Regions from separate parts of the Gasterosteus aculeatus genome. Here region 2 is linked to region 1. Evidence: chromatin contacts called from public Hi-C data. All regions are on one chromosome and are shown on one strand. Each heading gives the region's core, a stretch centred on a gene start, on an enhancer-like site or on the middle of the called end of the contact. The rest is flanking DNA. Distances are from core to core; before and after follow the strand shown.

Region 1 (5,884 bases), core at 1,747-4,246:
GCACCATGTCACTGCTCATGACGGTCAATTGGTCTGTGAGTCAACAGGCTTTGAGAGATGCTCTTCCACTGCAGGCGGTGGAGCAGAGCGGAGTGTATTCAAAAGGGGGATGCTTACTTGCTTTGCATGAATATACTTCACAACATAATGCATGTCCCACCCATTAGGTGCCAAGTACTCATCCACCCGTAGACTCTTTTCTACTGGAAATTAAAAGCATTTGTGGTTTGCTTGAATCCTTCAGCAACTTGTGTTTATGTGTTTTTCAGGGACATACTTATAAAAGTAAGAACGGTTTCCTCTCCGGAAGGAAGGCATCATGCTGCCACACCTGCACAAAAGGACTAGATGTGAAGATGGTTGTGGGAGTAGGTCCATCCATTTTCAAACCGCTTATATTGGCACAGGGTTCGCGGGGGGCTGGAGTCTATCCAGCCAACTTCGGGCGAGAGACGGGGTACATCCTGGACTGGTCGCCAGCCAATCGCAGGGCTGACACAGAGACACACAACCATTCACACATCTACGGGCAATTTAGAGTCACCAATCAACCTGATCCACAGAGCATGTCTTTGGACTGTTGGAGGAAGCCGGAGAACCCGGAGAGAACCCACGCAGACACAGGGAGAACATGCAGACTCCACACAGAAAGGCCACTGGGCGGAGTCAAACCCAGGACCTTCTTGCTGTGAGGCGACGGTGCTAACCACGTGGGAGTAGGTGCACTAGCTGTCAACAATTACAACTTCTTAATTTTTTGTATTAAGAAGTCATTTTTTGTATTATTACAATATTTTTTATTCATTATTACTTTGTCATAAAATATTTGGTTTTCCAACCGGGCCAAAAATTATATTTGCTACATTATTGCGTGTAATATTTTAAATGTTCATCTTAACTCGGTGTTTAAATATTTAAACATAAGGAATGTTAATTTTGTGGACCTGCCAAAATAACTATTGCAAATATATTTGATGCTTAACAGCTCTGTTCTAAAAAGTCCATAGCCGGTAATGTCTGATATAATATGTAATCACAGATAATGTAATAATAACACCGTGTGCAGGACACCACGTGTTCACATTTTTTCAATTGTAAGAATATTCTGCGCTTGGTGTGATAGGCCTTCGCTTATTACCAATTCCCCAGAGAATTGAAGCCCCCGGGCGTAGCTTCCTTTGATACTGCCTTCCTCGCTTCCCGCTCTACGGGGTCAGTGTGGCGGCTGCTTTTATCACCTGACCTGGAGGACTTTCACTATAGGAGTAAATTGTCTCAGCACCTTCTCCATATTCCCTTTGACGGTTTGTTGGAGCACTCCAAGAAAACTGGAGGTATGTCGCATCCAGTTGACCTGCACGCTGGTGGACTAGTGTGCTCCGTCTGCACCACTGCTCTATTTATACATGCATACACTCCACTTGACAGTGATGAGACACATGTCGCTGTATCTGGTTGATAAAATACATATTCAATTTTTTCAAAGTCACTCTGGTCTACAGATTTGAAGATATTTCCAGTTTTTTGGAACGAACTGATTGTGAATCTGAAAGATTTAAAAATGTACAACTCTATTTTAATAATTTAAACCAATGTTAACAAATATAGAGCTGTGGCAGAACCTCCAGATTACATAGAAAATGATCAGCTCATCACAATCGGTTGTATAACTGTGGCGATCATATTCGTAGGCGCGGTCGGCTCTGACTCAAGATACATCTTTGATATCTGATCTTTTAACCTTTTATGAGCTGACAGCAGACATCTCCTGGCAGGGCACTTCTGGCCATGACTATAGGATCTAAGATCAAGACCAGTGGTTACTGAGCCTTCGCCATCTGAGCCCCGAAGCTTTCTGGGTAAAAATAATATATGCAGTATTATAGAACTCTTTTCCTTGTATTTACTTTTTACTGAGCTATTCATGTATGTAAGATTGTTATTTCAGTGCTTTTAGGAGTTAATTTAAATTTTTGTGAGGAGAATGTTATTCAGCTTCTCAGCGCTGATTAACTAGTTTATTGAAATATTCCACAACAGTTCACATTAAAAAAGCCTCACGGTGATACAACTTGAATGCTGTTAATAATAAAAGAACACTTGTAGTGATTCAATTTTATTTTTCAATTCCAAACTTTGCAAGTATTACATTTAATCTCAGGCTCGGTGTGTCTCTCTGAAGCATTGCTTTGTTCATAACACATGTACTAATTAAATAGTTATCATAGTTATCCAAACTCGGGTGGTGGGATTCCGGGTTGGTGGTCAGTATCGATTAGTTTGGCTATAGAACGTCGGGTAGCATTAACGACACATCCGACTCATTTGCATGTCTTCCCCCAAATGCAAATCAGACTAATTAGTGAGCCCTGATTCGCTCTCCTGGAAGAACTACCCTAAGGTGTAGTGGCAGATTTAAACCAGTAGGGAGCACACTTTTCATACCATCGCGATGGAATCTAAGGTGCTGTATTTTGACTCAGGGAAACAGCAGGTTTTTAAATACACGATGCGGTATTTTTAGGAGATGAGTGCAGCATCACACCAACATCTAACTGGATTCACTGAATGTATTCATAATATTTTGTCCTAGCAGCATGTATGAATGATGAACCAAGTATTCACATTTGCTTCAATCTATTATATCTATGGAAATACCTGACAGCACTGTGCAAATACGTTCATTTTCAAAAAGGTGCGGATTTTAATAACCTACTTTTAGTAAATTTGTGTTAAAACAATTATCCAAACCTGCTTTGAGTGGATATGCATGCTCTTTAAAATTATATAAGGGCATGAAATGCTGGAAACATCAAGAGAGCCATTACATCATTGCATTATTTAACAGTATAATGAATAAATATGAGCATGAAGATTAGATAATATGAAAATGTAATTATCCCTCTGTCTTTCTCTCATTCGCCACAAGGTTATTCTCCCCAAGGCGCGTGCGTAATGAGTCCATAGCGTGTCAGTCTGGTAAAACACGGAGCTCACATGCATATAATATACATCCTTACGGACACGTTTCCTAATGAGTAGGTCTACTGTTCACCTCGCCCTCTCTCTCCGTATAGCCTATATTATCACTAATCTTAAAATAATCACGTATAATAGCACTGGAAACCCTCGGCAAGAAGACTTTGGAGATGTGGGTCGGGCCGGAACCCAAATCTCTTGAAAGATGAGAAGCACCAAGAAGGTGGGCAGGGCGGGACGAGGCAGGTAGGACTCAGAGGCTTATAGGCAGAGGGAGTTGCTGTGTCGCAAACCCATTTAAAATCTTTCCTCACCGGCAGCTCGGCATTGTGACCCGGTCAGCTGAGAGACGCTCAACATTTCAAACGTCTGGCGGCAGGCTGCAAAGTTTACTCCCTGCAAACACGGTCATGTAGCTGCGGGCCGGAGCACCGCACCGCACCTTCCAGGTTTCTCAAATTGGAATTCGCCTCTCTGAAAGCCCGGAATCAACCTCCCGCTGCGTCGTTTTATGCCTAAAAACAACATATTCCCGCGTGCCGTTCGTTGCACAACTAACGCTTCTACTTTAGTGAGTTGATCATATTAATCGGCGACGTAGCGCGCCGCGGATTGGAAGTGGGAATCCCATTTGATCAGTCATAGATGTCCTCTCAGCTGGAAGCAGGCCCGCAGCTGGAGACCACGGCAAGACCTGACGCACTCAAATCCGAAGACGCGACGAGCCCTGACGGATGCGCCGCGCCGCGCGTCTGCCGCGGGGACGGAGGGCGCAACAGAGCGGACGCGGCTCCCGAGCGCCACCAGCCGACGACCCGCCAGATGACCCGCAGCCCCAAATGCGCCCGCTGCCGCAACCACGGCGTCGTGTCGTGTTTGAAAGGCCACAAACGCTTCTGCCGCTGGAGGGACTGCCGCTGCGACTGCTGCCTGCTGGTGGTGGAGCGGCAGCGCGTCATGGCGGCGCAGGTCGCCCTGAGGAGGCAGCAAGCGGCGGAGGTGAGGAGGGCGCAAGGGCAGGTCAGTGATGGAGGATGATGGGATGGCTAAAACATGTCCTCTCGGCGTTTGTTCACTTGCAGTTAATTTATTTAATAGGCACATATTGGTACCAAAGTGAGGTGCAGGACGTGAGTTTTAAACAGTATTTAAAGTGTGACTATAAGAGAGTATAGAAACTCTAATGTGCTCTTTCGCTAGATTGGATTTTCTAAAGCAAAATCACATTTTTATGCTCTGGTTAAAAATAAAGCTGCAAGCCTGATTTTGCAATGATGATTAATGATTCAACTAATGTGTGAGATAGTTCGACCATTCTGTGGCCCGTCGCAAGACTGCTCAACTTTCTAAAAACAGTTTACAATTGACCACAGATAGTTTTCTTTTCTGCAACCATGCAGAACAAATTCATATTTTTAGAGATTTGGAACATGAGTTACATTTAATGAATAGTTATATATGTATATATATATATATATACATATATATATATATATATATATATATATATATACATATATATATACATACATATACATATACATATATATACATATACATATATATATATATATACGTATACATATATATATATATACATATATATATATATATACGTATACATATATATATATATATACGTATACATATATATATATATACATATATATATATATATACGTATACATATATATATATATACATATACATATATATATATATATACATATACATATATATATATATACATATATATATATATATATATACATATACATATATATATATATATACATATACATATATACATATATATATATATATACATATATACATATATATATATATATATATGTGCTTCAAGGTAAAAATGTTGCCTTTTAAAATTACATTTCTGATTGCATCATATGCAACTGATACCCACTATAGCCACGAGACATTTGCAACCATATACACTTAATTTGTAACTTAACCAGGTAGGCTAACAGAGCTAACAGAAAGAAACCATAAACAAATTTGTCAAACAGGCCCATCTTACCATGAAACAATTTTCTTTTACATGTAGCTGTATTTTCTTGTGTAAACATGTGACTATCCTATGACATTATAAAGAGATACATTATGTCAAAATATCTAATCCCGGTTCCCCCGTGTCTCTCAGGGGAAGAGGGGGGTCAGGTGTGCAGGTCCGTTGCGGAGGACCGCCTATCAGCGCTACGCGGGAGCAGCCGAACAAAGCATACTGGCTAAGAGCATCCTTCAGGGTAAAGCTTTAATTAACTTCTTTTATGTACTTCCTCTTTTCTAGACTTTGCTATCGTGAGCATTCTTTACCCCAGGAAATTTGATGAAACCTGTGAGATAAACTTTAACATTTATCTTCTTTACTTTTAATCGGTTGAGTTTAATCAAGTTGAAGATATCAAATTTATCTACATCAACAAATGTAATCGTTTTACCTCTCCAGAGTGGGATGAGATAGGTGTAAAATTAGCATGTATTGTTGGTCACTGATGCATTGTATTAATAAATCATTAAAAGTATAATATCTATGGTTTTTATACTCTTAACCTTTATTTGCCCATGTTTGTAGACCAAAGGCCCCGTTGATTAATGCAAAAAAGTCAAATTTGTTTCATGTGCGGTGCTAACAAAACTGATTGGGATTTTCTGAACTTTACAAACAAAAGAACTGAATAATTCATAATATTTCATTTTGGGAATAATTTGTCAGGACATTTATTTCCTGAGGTTTACCTCGACATCAACCGTTATCTGTCCATGTCCAACCACAGCATGTTTTCTTGGCCTTAAATTAAGACTTTTACCTCTTTCACCAAAATCCAAGTAAATATTTGTGATCCCAGATTCTTATCCTTCTACAGACTAAAGTGCTGACAACGTC
Region 2 (5,884 bases), core at 1,767-4,266, 42 kb before region 1:
GACAAACTTAATTTTCCGTTGGCTAACGAGTCACAAATTGGGGTTAGAGAGCGATGTGTGAACTGTTCAGAGAAGCGAGGCGCATTTCAGATATTTGGACCTATAAGGGAGTCTGTCCGGGAGCGAGAACCAATGAGAGCCGAAGATGCGGGTTGAGGGGAAACCTGGTTCAGGGGTCGCGTGTAACAATAATGTATGTCTCAATGTTCAATTTGCAACACGCAGCAAAGTTGTTCAACAGGCTGTGAAATAGTAAAGGCGAGTGAAGCTATTTTGCAAACACTTGTGCCAACGGCGAGGTTACCAAGCACGACGATGTATGGACGGTTCGGGGACAGTTTGAACAAATTTATCCCGTCTGTCTATGCAGTTTGAGTTCTTTGGAAAAAACGCAGTGAGTTGTTATCAAAGCGCATCTGTTTGCATTTCCATCACATTTGCCTCTGTGCATATTGACTGATGGACTGCAGCACGAGGAAGTGTTTGATTTTGTCATCGTAAGGGACCATCTCAGCGAGCATCCAGGAAGTGTTTACCGAGATTAAAAAGGAAGACTGACAATTTTAGAGCCTCTGTGGAATTGAGGATGACAGTCAAGGCAAAGCAAAGACAGATTCAGTGATGGCCACATTTACTGGCACATACAAGTCAGTCTAATCCTGTTCCTCTCCCTCTGAGGTGACGATCGTGGAGAGCGGATTCATTTCAAACAGGAGCGTCTGTCACTGCAAATTCTAGTCGAAAAATATTAATTTAAATTTAAATCCCTTCATAAACTACAGCTACTGTTATCTGGCACCATTTTTTTCCAACTGGTCGGGGATACTGTAATGGCTTTGTCTAAATAGTTTTGTTTCACTATGATTGCATTGTGCAATTGAGCCTTCCGTAGAAGACAAAACAACCCAGCACAAAAACGGAATGTCAGATCAGGCTGACATAGATGATGCTGGTGCGTGTCTGAATGGAGGATATAACAGGTACACAGAACAGTGTCAGATCTCTGTCTCCATCCATTGTTATGTAATATTGTGTGCAACCTGGAAAGTGGGTTCCTCTCTCTCTCTCTCTCTCCGTATCTCTCACTTGCAGTAATTATTATGATTGAAAACCTGCCACACAACTGTAATGGTATCCATCAGGCTTATCTCCTGTTGAAACTCTCAAAAACAGACGGACAGGAATCATTGCAGTGGAACACTTAAATGAACACACACACACACACACACACACACTCTCTCACACTCACTCACACTCCTTACCGTTCTCCCTCACACACATACACACACACTGAACATGTCTAACACATCAAACTGCTCCATGTCCTCCTCCAGCTCCTTTTATAAACCCTCCTGTTCATGCAGAAGAGGCGCCACTTCCAAATGATGTCGCTGGCAGTCTCAGCCAGCGCTGCCCATGTCGCTGCTAAATCCCACTTGACAGAGGCTTTGTCTTTAGTTTGGAGGGCCCAAGTAAATGGGCAGCACTGTGTGTGTGTGTGTGTGTGTGTGTGTGTGTGTGTGTGTGTATATATGAGAGAGAGAGAGAGAGAGTGTGGGGGCCGAGAGAGATATTTAAATGAGTGCACAGAGATTGTTTCCCTTAACATTTTCAAAATAAATAAGTTGCAGCCAACAGAACCCCCATCTAAATCTATGCCAAGAGCTTAGCGCTGCAGCTCTTGGGACCATGCATGTATAGTCCTTCAACTCTTCAAATATTTTTCTACAAGATTGTTGATAAAACTACATCATCATTATCACTTTCCCGACTGTCCAAACAAATCAAGTCATGTTCAATGAGGATTTATTACAGTCCAACCTTTGAGCCAAACCACTTTTAAAAAGAAAATACTTGTTTGTGTGCAAATACTGAACAGTATTTGGGGTTTGATGACAATGTTTTAACCAGCAAAAATGATTTCTTGCAAACAGCATGCACAAAGATCTCGCAATATGAATCCAGACAGTTTACTCATCAGTGCCACTGGATGCTCAACACAGACCATACCGATCCACTTCATGCTTGATATTTGGTTATGCAGTCAGCAGCCTTATTAAGAGAGATTCAGTACAGAAAATAAAATATCTATAAATAGCAGCATCACCTTAAACTCTCCATGCTCAGTCTTCTGCATTCATGCCAGATGTGCCTGCATGTGTATCTCTACTGAGCATCATTGAAATAGGGCAATTTTTCCACTGGCTCAAACAACTGTATTTACTCTTGCGGCGTATGTGTCCATGCTTTATTATTGGAGGGATTCAAAAGAGGATATAGTGTGAAAAATATACAGTAAAGACGGAGACACTGGCACCTTGGTTCAGTGGACAGCTCGTGTATGAAGGAAAAATCTGATTGCACAGAAATGCAATTGTTTGCAATGAGCTGATCAATCAAGAAGTGTCTAAATGCCTGCTCTGGCCTCCAGATCATTTCCTTCATTATCATCATTATTATTATCATTACCTTTTGATTCGTGAAATGTCACACCCAATCTGATATGGAAACGTATTAGAGTAATAAAATCATGCAACACAACAAAATGTTTAAGCTGTTCTTGATCTCGATGAACACGTACAAAGAATGTCCATATAAAATGAGAATGATATATGGATGTTTTGTGTTTGCATGTGATGTAAATGAGAGTCCTGCAATACGTGCTAGCTGATTTGAAAATTTGCATAAATTGCTTCGTTATAAGTTTTGTGTTGACTCCATTCCGTGGTAGAGTTTTAAGGTTGCACTTTGTAAATGTTTATAGTATTTAGTCCAATTTATTCACATTTATGGAGGAAATTTACAGACTACAACGTTAGCTGATTGGAAGAGAGATCAATTTATCTGGCAAAACTAAACACATCAACACTAAACAAAACACTTACAGCATTAAATCCCATGTGGATAGCAGGACGAATAGCGAAACTAAAATGTTAACCAAACATCCAGGAACAGCACTGTGTACAAAATATATTTGGTAACACTACTAGAGGTGATGTGACACACAGTCCAAACACACTGCCCCACTGAACAGGGTCACTACGCTATGTACTGTATATAGGTCAGTCGTCTTGTCTGCTTGAATGGAAATAAAATCGTGCTCTTAACTTTACTCAAAGAGAACGTGCAAGGGAAAAAACAATGTTACCCCAAGACTGAGTCTGTCTAAGGACGCTGATTGGCTAATTTGTACGTCACATATTTTGGTATTTAATCAACAAGTGGCTTGAAGACAGGGCGTACGTTTAACCAGAAAGGACGTGCAGGAAAAGCATAGATTTTGTACAGATATGATATTTTACAAATATTACTGGGTACATTCCATATCTTAAAAAATCACATTTTTCATAATTTCATTTTATCTTATCTATCTCTTTTTTGGGGGTTGAAGGAGGGCCGCTACAGGTGGGGCAACGTCCCATTGCCCTCTATTGGCCAGATGCCACTGTCCTGTATTTATCTATACTTATTTACACCCTGTAATGAAACCTCAAATAGAAAAATGAAACCAAGAATCAGATTTCAATCTAACTGAAAATAATACCAGGGGATTTCCACCGTCCTCTGCTGCACGTGGCCGATAAAGCGACATTTAATCTGTTTCTGTCACACTTTTTTTTGGCCTCTATTTGCCTGAACAAGCCAAATTAAGCTGCTTTAACAGATATAGGGCTCAGATATAGCTCCAGCTCCATATTACTGCGTGCCCTGCTTTGGTATTTTTATTGCTGCAACTATGTTGTAAACACGTAGTAGTGTTTTGAACAGAATGAATGCATTGCATGATACTTGCAGCTTTAAAACGTCCAGGTTGAAGTGTCGCATACAGTAAATTAGGTTCTGTGTCTAGAAAAATAGCAGTTCTTAGGTGATACAAACACGATCACCCTTTAGGAGCAGCAGATTTGTACTCTTACCACAACAATGGCGTGTACAAGAACTACTCTTTTCCAAGAGGAAACTTCCATCCTTCAATGCGTGCAGCAAGATGTCTGAGATGTTGTACCATTCTATTGTGGCCAGTGCTCTGTACTTCTCTGTAGTCTGCTGGGGGAGCAGCATTAGAGCCGCCGTCACCAACAGACTAAATATTGTTGTTATGAGGAAGAGCTCTATCGTGAGATGAGATATTATTATCATCCGTATTGGATAACCCGGGCAACCCTCTCCATCACCAAAGAACACATCCAGAAGGTCGTTCCTGCACACTAGTAAACTCCTGCCAAATCATTCACTCAAATATAACGCTGTTACACTGTTGTTGGGTTGGTTAAACATGGGGACTATTGTTTAGTTGATTCATTTAAATAAATATTTATTTATTCCTTGGGATATATTACGCATTTTTTACTCAGTTATATATTTTGTTGATTTATAAATAATTTGATATAGTAATGCAGTAACTATTTTAACCTTTGAAGTGAGCTGTTAATCACGTGTTACTAAAAAGTGGCCCACTGGATGAGAAGCTACGTCAGCCCCTGATGGATGCAGACACTGAGAGGGGGAACAAATGGAGGGTGGGGTGAAAGAGAGGGAAGGTCCTCCACTCTAAGCATGTGTTGATTGGAGGCCCGCTGAGATACGGGGTCACGGGAGGGAATCATGTTGCCACCGGGAAGCTGGTTACATCCAGTGGTAATGAGACAATTTGAAAAGAGGAGAGTAAAAAGAGAGAGCGAGTAGGAAAGGCCATATGAACTGGGAAAGAGTCTGAGGAGAAGGAGGAAGAGGTATAGAGGGAATGACAGGCAGCTGTCCTCAGTCTCTGCCAGCTACTTAAGAGCAGAGCAGCATTTTAAGGCTTGGCCCCAAGTTATCGCAGTCCTCCAAAGGTGGGAAAGAGGAAACTGAAGCATGGACTGCAGTCAGAGATCAAGCTGTTGCTTGAATTCCCCCCTGCAGCATGTCGCTGTGCCATCTCTATGCAGCCACACTTATTCGGTCAAAGACATTCTCAATCTGCATGCATGTTACATAATTTACCCTTTATTGGTTCACTAATAGCCTGTTTCACATTCAAACGTTTGATTCTCACTCTGCATCTGGGTCTTTTTCTGTGGAGGGGGGGGGGGCTGCTCATCTCTTCCATACTGATAGGGATGAGCGCTGGGATTTAGCACTGAGCCAGGGCACTGATCCAGGCATCCACCCTCATGTCCTCTCCAGCCCCAATCCCACTGCTAGACGACAGAAACATCAGCCCCAGAATTGGAGCTTAATGATCTGACATTTGATTTAATCTGTTTTTAATCATATAAGTAAACTTGGTTGCTCGCGTCGATTTACACACTTTTTTTTTCATATGAATCAAAAGAATAGACAAAATCCATTCATGTTTGCTTCTATATATATATATATATATATAGATAATGAGAAAGCTTAATGGAATAAACTTATTATTATATGTTTTGACAGAGATGGAGGAAACATCCTTTTTGAAATAAGTAGTAGTTTAAGAAATAACACATATTTACAGGTGGTTGTATTATTGACTAAAATATTACAACTAATAAAAAAACAACAATGGTCCAGTGGTGAGGAGAATTAAGGTTTGAAGTGCTTAATAACCACATAGCTACAAATGTAGAGAAGTAAAATAGGAATTATTATTGCAGTTCTTGGGGTTTTGCTGATTGTTTTCTGACAAACTGACTGGAGGCTAATCCTGCTTTGCTGAGACATTCTGCCGCTTGAGGAGTAACTTTAAATTGAGAGCCAGAAAATGACTCTGTGCGTCAGTATTGTCTTTGAAGTCAGACACATGTATGCGTGTTATGGATGTCACATCAGGTGAGGAAAGTGCGTCTCCAAACCAATCATATTGTTGCTGTCACAGTCCAGAGTCACGTCCTCCTGGTTTAGGATGGAGTCCAATCGGCAA

The links. A called contact is a pair of places that touch in the nucleus more often than the background predicts.
Region 2: a Hi-C map of blood and trunk muscle shows a contact between it and region 1, with 2.1 times the contacts expected there. The contact joins the enhancer-like site here to the promoter of dmrt2b in region 1. A contact is called at or near these places in 4 of 6 Hi-C or Micro-C datasets (blood and trunk muscle, skeletal muscle, tail fin and 1 more).

The regions. Positions count from the first base shown.
Region 1 is chr8:10,183,270-10,189,153 of fGasAcu3.hap1.1, reverse strand. dmrt2b (doublesex and mab-3 related transcription factor 2b) reads left to right here and starts at 2,996. Exons shown (of 3, transcript XM_040185267.2): 1 at 2,996-3,999; 2 at 5,141-5,243. The coding sequence starts at 3,625.
Region 2 is chr8:10,225,068-10,230,951 of fGasAcu3.hap1.1, reverse strand. No RefSeq gene overlaps it. Among protein-coding and RNA genes, the nearest start is that of lrp8, 14 kb to the left of the region's middle. Within about 2 kb of position 3,016, at least 1 of the 9 cell types and tissues checked has open chromatin away from gene starts, as enhancers often do.